Linked DNA regions of Cyprinus carpio: region 2 is linked to region 1. The links are chromatin contacts, called in public Hi-C maps. All regions are on one chromosome and are shown on one strand. Each heading gives the region's core, a stretch centred on a gene start, on an enhancer-like site or on the middle of the called end of the contact. The rest is flanking DNA. Distances are from core to core; before and after follow the strand shown. Region 1 has its middle 9.1 kb from the start of LOC109095238. Region 2 holds the start of LOC109095197 (F-box only protein 4-like).

Region 1 (2,700 bases), core at 184-2,683:
GAACAATATTTAATGTATCTGCATAACTATAAGGGTAGGTTTAGGGTTGTGGTAGGTGTAACGTTAGACGTTAATAAACCATAACTTTACAGGTAGCATTTTTCGTTGTTGAATTGTGCTACCCACTGTTTTAATGGGAGGTTGCAAAATCTGACAGGGTAGGACAAATCCACAGAACACCGGGCCTGCAACCCACAGAAAATCGGAGGGAAATCGTTGCAAAAATCGTGCAGTTAAAAGTTATTCCAGCCTTCAGTCTGCAATTTAGAGGCTCGTATGCTGTCCTGCTATTAATACTGCAAGTCATTTTCAGAAAAGGTATTTGCGTGGCAGCGTTTAAAATGCTCATTTCTCCTTCACTTTCTCTTTACCTGTGTTTTCTGCCAGGAGACTATGTTTAAGTTGCACGCGCATGGCAAGAGACATCTGTGTGTCTAACCGGATCTAAAAGGAAACGCTGCAGAGAGCAGCGGGTCTGGGAGAAAAATGCTGGAGAGGCTCTCAAAGGGAAAGCAACGTGGACGAAAGATGAATCAGTGCGCGCGCGCCATCTGTCGGTGAACTTCGGAATGACATAAAACAGTAGAACGAACAGTAACAGGTTTGAACAGGTTTCATATCGTTATATTTTCCCTTTAAAAATGTATGGTGAATTCAGTTTGCTAATGACTGAAACGATTAAATGTATAATTAAAATATAATACTTTCATAAATATATCTAAATAAAATATGAAATATATAATAAAATACGTTGAAAATTATAAAATATTATTATAATATTTAGGTTACACTTTATTTAAGGTGTCATAGTTGCAATGTAATTACCCAAGTACTAAGTACAACGTGTACTTATAGGGTTAGGGTTATCTGTTATTAATAAAGTGTTACCAATAGTTGCTTAACTATTAAAAAAAACGGTATATTATATATTATAAATTAATTCATAATAAAAGCATGCATTTATAAGCCATCTATTAAATAAAAAAAAAAATGAAAATAATTTTTAGGTAATAATTCATGAATAAAATCATTAATTCAAGAATAAAACATGATTATTTAATCATGTAATTAATATTTACATGATTAAATAATCATATTTTATTCTTGGGAGGTTCCTGGGCACCACCATCTCTCAGGACCTGAAATGGGACACTCACATTACTAAAAAAAACCCAGCACAGGCTGTACTTCCTTCACCAACTGTGGAGATCAAGTTGCCACAGTAGCTGCTGAAACAGTTGGCCATCATTAAGTCCATCCTGTGTTTATCCATCCATTTGGTTCAGCTACCAGATCAGACATCAAGAGACTACAACAGACAGTCAGGACTGCTGAGAGGATTATTGGTTCCCCCCTGCCCAACCTCCAAGATCTTTACACTTCCAGATTGAGGAAAATGGCTAAGAAACTCACTTTGGACCCCACACACCCAGTCCACTCTCTCTTTCATCTGTTGCCCTCTGGTCAGCGCTACAGAGCACCGACCACCAGAACAGTCAGGCACAAGAACAGCAAATTCATAACTATACATTGCCCATTATAACTGACACATTTATACATAGCATCTGAAAAAAGTGTAAACTACATAAACTGTACACTTGTAAATAACATATCTGTACATTCATCAAAACAATTATGTTTTTTCTCCAAATTTCTAGTTCTGTATTATATTGAATTATTACATTTTCTGTTTTACATATTAGTGTTAAAACAAATAATTGTATGTTATAAATTAATTTATAATAACGTATTTATAAGTAATCAAATTAAATGAATACATTGAATTAAAATACATTAATAAATAAATTAACTTAAGTTATCAGTCAAAATGTACAATTTCAAATTACTTGTTGGATGTTTTGTGTCTGTTGCACATATGTTATGTATAAAAATCAAAGTAAAGTTCACTCACAGTTCACAGATAATGAGTGAGTAGAGGTTGTTTTTTTTTAAAAAAACTTTATTTGAATTTATCTGAGTAACATCTCTCTCTCTCTCTCTCTCTCTCTCTCTCTCTCTCTCTCTCTCTTCCAGAAAACCTTCATTAAGTATGTAAAATGTTTCAAACAATCTTTCCCAATATACCAATGGCCTAACCTTTTTCCAGTTACTCCCTTGGATACAAATTCCACTCTAATAAATGTGTAGTAAAAATGACAGTTTTGTGCATTTCCCTATGATCCATTAATATTTGTGTAATGCCAAGTATGAAATGCATTTTACAATCCCCTTACAACATCTGTTCTAGAAGAACTAAAAGAAAACAGATATAGATTCTGAAGTAGTGCATTACAGAGTTTGGTTCTTAAGAAAAAACTTTTAAGATCATAATCTATCCACCTACTTTACCACCCCCATCTCCAAACAGCAAACCTAAAACATCTTTCTGAATACCAGAACAATAATAATACAAAAAAAAAAAAAAAAAAGATTTTAATACCACAGATGTTCATATAGTATAGCTTTGGGTATAGCAAGGGTTACAGGATGTTACATGACCTTTGCCCTCTGCTCTATGTGGCCTAACATCAAACAGGCACCACTAGCGCATAGTTTCTGCACCTGCTTTCATAAAGGCCACATAAAGCATCTAGAGGTGAAAAGACACTAACATGATGAACCTAACACACTCTCAGAAGCAAACAGACACTGGAAGTTTATTTGTTATATTACAGATAATAAAAAAAAAATCCAAATCTA
Region 2 (2,700 bases), core at 138-2,637, 95 kb before region 1:
TATAGCTTGTCTGGAAGGAGGCAATTGAAGTTCATTGTAAACTTTGAGGTTAATGTGCCCACGAGATGCTTAGTTTTATTTATTAATTCATCTTAAAATCAAGCATAACGTTATTTTTAAAGAATATGATTTTTACTAATCAAAATAAAATGTTTGGTGTGTGTGTGTTTATATTCTTTTCAAAACTGACAAATGTATTTTTTCCCCTCTAGGTATCTTTTCTGATACTCACTTGCTTACAATGATGTACATTGGTGAGATGTGTTTCTGGGCAGTGAAATATGAGGACTGCAGCATGGACACCACAGAGCGCAAAGAGGACAGGCTTCATTTCCGAGATATTGGCACACAAATCCTCCATAAGTATGTGCTGGCATGCGAGGGGCCACTTCAGGGTCAGGGCTGGAACACAGAGAATGCCAAGGAGATCCTTAGCATTTTACAGTAAACCTGGAGAGAGCTTTTAGGAGAGGAGATTCACAAAAATGTAATTGTTCTGAAACTAGCAAAAAACAAAAAGATTTAAAAAGAAAAATACAGGAAAAAAAGGCACTTATCTTCCGGTCCAGATTTGTTTTCTGGATGTGTGTTTTTGCCGAGAATGTGGAATAATACTTCTAATGTAAAATATAAACAAATAACTATTTGTTTAAGAAAAAAAATTCCAACCAAGAAACATCGCAACTTTTTATTTATTTTAATTTTAATTATTTATTTTCAATTCATTACATTTATAAATGTCATTTATATATGTTAAAAGAAATGGTACAAAGGAGAGGAAAATGCAGGTATATGTTGCATATTAAAGTATTTGTGACCATTTTTAAGTATGGATCTTTTCTTTTTAATAACATCTTTGTATATGACACCTCTTCTGCTCGCTTATTAAAAGTTGCATCTTTATTTCTTTCATTGACCAGATGTTAAGAGATGGGAATTTGGATATTTTGATAGTATACTTTTAAAAAGCTAAACTTTTTGGTCATATTCTTTTTAAAATGAAGTTCATTTTTTGGTTTTTATGTCTTCATTGAAATAAATTTTGGGTTAAGAAATGTTGAAATGTTAACATGTGCGTGATATTTTGGTTTCACATATTTGAAAGGTTGGTACATATTCAAAAGGTTGGAGATGCAGGATACTGGTTCAAAAGTCTTTTATACTCTTGTTGCTAACCTTTTAATGTATAGAAAAAACGAGCATCCTTGATTAAAAAATCAGATTGAAACAAAAACAAATTATGATTATGCATTATGTAGTATTCATTAGAATTTTATATATATATATATATATATATATATATATATATATATATGTGTATATATATATATATATATTAAATCATCTTACCACCTTACATTTCTATCATTTTATGGGGTCAATGGCTACACTACATAATGTTAGTGGCCTTTAAAATCATTTTGTTAATGTTAAATCAACAATAAATCATATGCTTATCCAAAGTAAACTCTCACACAGAAGATAAATTATTGTTTTCTGCAAAGTTGTGACACTAAGTACAATCTATAAGTTACTGGGGTACTAGAAGAACCATTTTTAAGTACGTTAACTGCTTCACAGTATGTCCTTATGAAGGGCTAGGATTGATACTTCACACAAATTAAGGAATAATATTCAATTTGTGTTTTAAATGGTAGATAGTAAATTTACAAATTTGAAAAATATAGTTTGTAGAATTATTAAATTGATAACGTGTACTTTTATTTTATTTTTAGGTGTCACTCCTAGTCCTCCATATGTCCTCCCAAAAGCTGAACATGATAGACCTTGCGAGTTTGGCAGTGTCGATTTCCAAAACTACAGTTCCCACAATGCAGTAGCCTACTTCGCGTGACGTTCCATACACGCCTATGATGAAAACACGAGAGACGTGTAACTTTGACAGTTCCGGGAAAATCCACAGGAATACTTCATAACTGAAATCGTGATTAACAGTTAGCTGACATGTCATGTATTGAATTAAAGGCTAATCTATTAACGTTTTTGCTCTATTAAAAAGTTACATGTAGAAATCTTTCTAAGAAATATTTTTGACAAATAAGTGTTAGTATGCTGAGCCGATCTATAGTCGTGCAAAGTCTCAGGAGTATTAGAGATAGGTTTTTTGATAGAAGACGACAAAGAAATGAGGAAAGTGATGGTCAGGGGTCAAGTAATGAAGCCACGGGCCCCTCTCTGGATAACCTGTCGGTAAGGCACGACTCTTTATTTCATATTTATAAAAATTTCATATTAAGTTATTTACCTGACGTTTTATTGAAAGTACAGATTAAGGCTATGTTGCGAGTGGAATACTAGCTTACTATGTACTAACAACTGCACAGTATACACTGTATACTTCTTACTGAAAGGCCTTATATTAACAATATACATTAGGCTGCTACATTTATATCATCTTGCTTATTTAATTTGAATGGAGCCCAGTGCTCAATTTGTAGTTGTGTAATTATTTTGTATTTTACCTCCATTTTTTATTTTATTTTTTTAATTTGGTACTCTGATCAAATAATGAAACGGGAAACAGAAATGTGAAAAATAACAGCTGCTATTACTTCCAGTTCATATATGACACAAATGCATTGAATTGTGGGATTCATTATTGTAAACAGGATAAGGGATGCTGTTATTTCCAGTTCATATATGACACAAATGCATTGAATTGTGGGATTCATTATTGTA

The links. A called contact is a pair of places that touch in the nucleus more often than the background predicts.
Region 2: a contact with region 1 is called in a Hi-C map of skeletal muscle, with 6 times the contacts expected there. The contact joins the promoter of LOC109095197 here to the enhancer-like site in region 1. A contact is called at or near these places in 3 of 8 Hi-C or Micro-C datasets (liver and skeletal muscle).

Annotation. Positions count from the first base shown.
Region 1 is chrA8:15,314,759-15,317,458 of ASM1834038v1, reverse strand. No RefSeq gene overlaps it. Among protein-coding and RNA genes, the nearest start is that of LOC109095238, 9.1 kb to the right of the region's middle. Within about 2 kb of position 1,433, at least 1 of the 8 cell types and tissues checked has an H3K27ac peak or open chromatin away from gene starts, as enhancers often do. A contact at or near this core is called in skeletal muscle, where this site is marked.
Region 2 is chrA8:15,409,636-15,412,335 of ASM1834038v1, reverse strand. LOC109095197 (F-box only protein 4-like) reads left to right here and starts at 1,387. Exons shown (of 7, transcript XM_042762470.1): 1 at 1,387-2,211. The coding sequence starts at 2,071. LOC109095200 (UPF0600 protein C5orf51 homolog) reads left to right here. Exons shown (of 6, transcript XM_019108883.2): 6 at 213-1,059. The coding sequence ends at 448.